Regions from separate parts of the Anser cygnoides genome. Here region 2 is linked to region 1. Evidence: chromatin contacts called from public Hi-C data. All regions are on one chromosome and are shown on one strand. Each heading gives the region's core, a stretch centred on a gene start, on an enhancer-like site or on the middle of the called end of the contact. The rest is flanking DNA. Distances are from core to core; before and after follow the strand shown. Region 1 holds the start of PTBP3 (polypyrimidine tract binding protein 3). Region 2 holds the start of DNAJC25 (DnaJ heat shock protein family (Hsp40) member C25).

Region 1 (2,700 bases), core at 26-2,525:
CTCTTAATTTCCTTTTGGAGATTTCCAAAAAAAACTAGTTTCAAAGCAAAATTGAAAAAAAATGCCGATCATATCAAAATTACTCATATTTTTGAATGAATTTCTCTGAAAAGGTACTTCCCAGCACCATTTTCTTTCTGACTAATCAGCATTTACACAACAAGTGCTCTCATCAACCTGCCTCCCTGCGAAGGCTTACACTCCAACAGCGCTGAGAGATGTCAGAAAGTTTCGGATAAGCTGCTTTGAGTCACTAGAAAGAGAAGAGAAGGAAAAAAAAAAAAGTTCTGAAACAAAAATTAGAGTTCTTAGAGTTGAAGAACTAATTTTTGTTTCAGAGTTCTCAGAGTTGAAGAACAGTTTGGCTTCTGCTGGTCACTGAGTTGCAGCGCAAACTTTAAGTTAATTATGTATACACCTTGCATGAAGTTAGCGCTGCCTTAAGTGGTAGTTTTCATGCATTTATGATAGATTACGACAAAAAAAATAGAGAAAGGAAAAAAGGAGAAGACTTCAGCTTTTAGCTCACAGAGCGCACGCTAAGCATAGTTAGCTTCCTGGGACAGGGAAATCTCTCACCACGGTTATAAATGCACTTCAGCTTTGAGATAGCGATAAGTAAAGGCAGAAATGAGAGAAGAGCAGCGATCCCGAGGCGCAGGAGGCGGGCTGGCGGTGCTGGCAGCCGCCCCGTCGCTACCACCGGGTGCCCAGCAGCTCTCCGGGCGGTGCAGGGCAGGTCCCTCGGGGTGAAGGCAGGAAGAGACAAAAAAAATTAAGCAGCGACAGTAGTTAAAATTAAATAACTACAGCAGTAATAAATAGCAGTGATAATAAAACGACGATAAATTAATGACAGCGAATTAATTAAAAGGGAAAGGCGCTCTGAGGGAAGCCACTCACCCCACAACGCGAACAGAAACGGAGAAAAGAAAAATCGCGAATTCAGGAACGGTGGAAGCAGAAAGTTACCCGCGCACCGGCCGGCAGGGCCACCCGCTTCCTCCTTCCTCCGCTACCTGCCGGGGCGGCCGGCGCCAATATCCCCACGGCCCGGCCCGGCCCGGCCCCGCCGAGAGCCGGCCCCCGCCGCTCCCCGCTGCCCCCGCCGGGCCCGGGCCACCTCCCCCGGCGGCGGGGACGGGGCGGGAAGGGGGCGAGGCCGGCACAGAGCCGCACCCCCCCGCCACCCCCTTACCCCTGAGGGACGCCGCCCCTCGGGGCTCAGCCGCCCATGGCCCGGCCGGGGAGCGGGGAAGGGGGGCTGGGGGACGGGGACCGGGCGGGGTCGGGGGCTGGGGGCGGGGGACCGGGAACGGTACGGGGGGGAGGCGGCCGCGGAGCAACACCTCCCCCTTTCTCCCCCTCCACCGCCTCACTGAGAGGAGCTCGCTGCCGGCCCAACGCGCCTGCGCGGAGCCGCCGGACACGCGCCCCGCGCGTCCACGATCGCGCGTCCGCGCCCGTCCGTGCCCGGCCCCGGAGTCGGCGCGCATGCGCGGTGCGTGACCGGCTGCCCCTGCTGCCCAGTGTTGTGGGCTCTGTGAAACGGGATGAAACTACCTCTGCGCTGAGCTTCCGTGGAAGTACGGCGGAGCAGGGGTTGTTTGTGTGTTAAAAATTGGTGTTATCAATAAAGTTGTGAAAAACCACCACACTCGGCCGATCCAACGCCCCCCCGATGCCACCGTCGCCCACTAAGCCATGTCCCCCTGCACCATGTCCAACTTCTGACCCTTGGCGTGAGGGTGCTGAGGGAAGGGAAGAAGCCACTTAAGTGTGATGGGTGTCAGTGCTTCCCACGCACCCAAAACACTGCTCCTGTCATGGGGAAGCCACAAATGTGGTGTTGAGTGTGTACGTGTGGTGTTGAGTGTGTACATGTGAGGGCTACACCAGGCCCCGTGGTCACCACCTGGCACGTGAGGGACTAAAGTGTACAGAGGGCGTCTTCACCACACAACACACTGTGGCACTGGCTTCTGTGGCCCAATGCGCAGAAGAATCTGAAAGTAAAAGCTAAAGGCAGAGAAGACAAGATGATAGTAGGAGGGGGGAGCCTCGTGCAGGCTGGTGCCCCTGTAATGTGAATCTTCTCATGCAAAATGGGAAGAGGCTTGTGTTTGTATTTGTTCGGTGCCTGACACAATCGCGGTGCATGACAGCATCCTTTACGGGAAACAATGGGATCTGTTAAATATTTGCATCTCCTGGAGTCACTCGGTGCAAGACTCAGCCTGTTACAGAGGCTCCAGATGACTGCAGTCCACAACCCTATCTCCTGTCAGGTGACGGCCATATACTGGGCGAGTGAACTGCAAACACTTCCTGACAAATGATACCTGTGTCCTGTCACCTGCTGGAGGGCGCCTGCGTTGACTGGGACAGGACGTCCTTTGAGCCCTGCGGTAGGTGGAATGACTGGAGAAGAAGCTGGTAGGTAGCAAGTTCACCAAGTATTTGACCCCACTCCTGCCTGCAACGAGGAGTGCCTAGGAAAGTGAGTGCTTTGGGGTGGAATATACACACCAAAACGTGGGATTGGGTTTGATTAAAGGATGTAGGTTGAGAGTCCTGTTAATCTAAAAACAGGGTGATTTTATTTAATTTGATGTTTATGAAGTGACAAGATGCTGCTTTTCCTCAGGTCTTTTCTGCTTTTTCTTCCCTCATAGTGGTATACAAATCTATCTTTTCTAG
Region 2 (2,700 bases), core at 43-2,542, 360 kb before region 1:
CGCCGAGGGGCTGCCCCGGGCCGGGGGGCTCCGGGCGGCTCCCCCCGATCTCTCCCCCCCGGTCCCCGGCGGCGCTTACTGAGCTCGTCCTGGGCAGCCGCGGCGGCCGCGGCCATGTTGTGCTGTGCCGGCTGCGGAGGGAGGGAAAGAGGGAGGGCGGTGAGAGGCGAGCCGCGGTCCGCCCGGAGGCCGCCCGAGCCCCGTCCCGCCTCCGCCTCCTCCTCCTCCTCTTCCTCCTCCTCCTCTGCCGCCTCCTCCTCCTCCTCCTCCTCCTCCTTCCCTTCCTCCTCCTCCTCCTCCCCGCGGCTCTCCCCACGAGGGGCAGCCGGCCCCCGCCCTCCCGCTTTATATTTAGAAAGAGCTGAGCCATCGTCCCCGCCCGCACCCCCCCCCCCGCCGCCGCCGCCGCCTCACTGACCCGAGTCCATGCTGACCTCCATGCCGGCGCGGGTACACGGGTGGTGGAGGAGGAGGAAGAGGAGGAAGAGGAGGAGGAGGAGGAGGGACGGCGGAGCCTCGCCTCCCCCTAGCTGCGGCCGCGGCTCCTGCACGGCCGGGGGCTGGGCTGCGGCCCCCCCGGCTCCGCCCAGGGCCGGGCTGCCCCCGCCGGTTGGGATTTCTGAGGCAAACCGAATTGTTTCTGCCTGGGTTTCGTTGTTAAATTCATTCGGAGGGAAACTGGTGGAGGGTTGGAAGAGACCTCCAAGATCACCTGGTCCAACCACCACCCTGCCACCAGTGTCACCCACTAAACCATGTCCCTAAGCGCCACGTCCAACCTGCCCCTAGAGGCTGCATCACGTAAGGACGTGGTAAGCAGGGGATACCGAAATACCTCCCCAACAGAAGAGGAGATTCCTTGGCTGGGTTTGGAATGATAGCGGTAAAAGCAGATGAGCTCGCAGACAAGGGATGACACGCTCACATACCACCCCGATGGGATTTTTGAGTAGGGGAACAATACACCAATAAAAAAGTGACATTCAAAGTGAAGTTTCTGTTCATTCTGATTTGGAAAGGGAACGTTAATTGGTGTGGCTAGGCTGTGGGTGAGGAGAAAGTTGGGTACGAGGAAGAAATTCGTCCCTCAGAGGGTGAGGCGGCGGCACAGGCTGCCCAGAGGAGCTGCGGCTGCCCCATCCCTGAAGCGCCCGGAGCCACGCTGGACGGGGCTTTGGGCACCCTAGCCCGCTCGGAGGCGATAGGGGGTCTGTAATTAGAGCTCGTAATTAGGGGTGGCAATTATCTGTGCGCCCAGGGCCCCGCCCTGCCGCCCGAAGAGCGCAGGCGCGGCCCCGGCCCCGGCCCCGGCCGTGGCGGCGCTGCGAGATGGCGGCGGCGGGCGGCGGGCGGCGCTGGCTGCTCTGCCTGTGGCTGTCGGCGGCGCTGCTGCCGCGGGCGGCTCGGGGCCTGACCGAGGGCCTGTACTGCGGCCGCCGCGTGTGCTACGAGGTGCTGGGCGTCAGCCGGCAGGCCAGCAAGGCCGAGATCGCCCGCGCCTACCGGCAGCTGGCCCGCAAGTACCACCCCGACCGCTACCGCGGCGAGCCGGGCGGAGGGGGCGGCGGCCCGCAGGCGGCCCACGAGAAGTTCCTGCTGATCGCCACCGCCTACGAGACCCTCAAGGTGAGAGGTGAGCGGGGCCGCCCGCGGTCAGGGGCTCCCTGAGGGGATCCCTGCCGGGTATCCCTCTCGCTGTCGGGTGGTGGAGCGAAGCGGGGAGGAGAGCCGTGGCTTGGAAGTGCCAGGAGATGCACGGTGCCCTCCACACCCTGCTCCTCGCGTCCCCTCGTCCGGACCCGAAGCACCCGTCAGCTAACTGGGGGTCGCTCTGACTTCGCTAGCTCGCAGCGCGAGGCTCCCGCAGGTCTGCCTTTCCTCAGTGGAAGGGGGAAATCAGATCTTTTGGTCCCACACAACCCGTGTTTCACAGCAGATTGTGCGGAATCAGTTTTGTGTTCCTTCGCGTGGGCTCAGCCAGCTTGCTTCCCACCAGCCGTGAAGGAGGAAGGAAAAAAAAACACAACACCAAAACCTTCTTCAATAGCCAGCCCGAGAGTGAGGAGAAGACAGAGTGCTCTTGAAAAGCCCTGTGGATTCAAAATAAACAGACTAGACCCTTATTGTGCAAGCACATCTTTAAAAGTAATGGTAATCATTGAATTGAGTGGTAGATGGGACTGTAAGGAAAGCAAAAAATCCGTGGCGTGGGCAAGACACGACCAAGGAGTGGAAGAAAGAAACCTGTACATGTTTTAAGGTTGATGGGGGGGAAAAAAAAAAAGAACTGGAACTCTTTCTGGGTAGAAAAGGGATGCAGCTGAGACTGACAAAGTTAAATTTCTCATTTCTTTATTACATGGGTGAATATGAGAAAAACTTCAAGAAAATGAGGTTTTGGAATGGCCTCGCATTGGATAGAGTTCACAGCCCTGTAAGCTAATTCTAAAAGATCTGAAAAACAGTAGTCTTAGTGGTTTGTTCATCTGTAAGTCTCTTCCTGAGCAATACCTATCAACTCTAGTCCATCTGGACTTCTGATTCGGAAATTAACTCATTTTGTGAATTTCAGTTGCCTGTTTTTATTTCAGTATTAAATCAAGTCTTCCTATAGCGCGTATTATGTATTTAAGACTATGTATATCAGGTGCGGGGGGGGGGGTTGGTGAGTGCGAGAACAGATCAATTTAGTGTATAAGG

Evidence for each region. A called contact is a pair of places that touch in the nucleus more often than the background predicts.
Region 2: a Hi-C map of liver shows a contact between it and region 1, with 1.8 times the contacts expected there. The contact joins the promoter of DNAJC25 here to the promoter of PTBP3 in region 1. A contact is called at or near these places in 2 of 7 Hi-C or Micro-C datasets (both in liver).

The regions. Positions count from the first base shown.
Region 1 is chrZ:11,136,575-11,139,274 of Taihu_goose_T2T_genome, reverse strand. PTBP3 (polypyrimidine tract binding protein 3) reads right to left here and starts at 1,275. Exons shown (of 14, transcript XM_048051408.2): 1 at 973-1,275.
Region 2 is chrZ:11,497,505-11,500,204 of Taihu_goose_T2T_genome, reverse strand. DNAJC25 (DnaJ heat shock protein family (Hsp40) member C25) reads left to right here and starts at 1,292. Exons shown (of 4, transcript XM_048051406.2): 1 at 1,292-1,626. The coding sequence starts at 1,330. ECPAS (Ecm29 proteasome adaptor and scaffold) reads right to left here and starts at 436. Exons shown (of 50, transcript XM_066988105.1): 1 at 419-436; 2 at 80-131. The coding sequence starts at 116.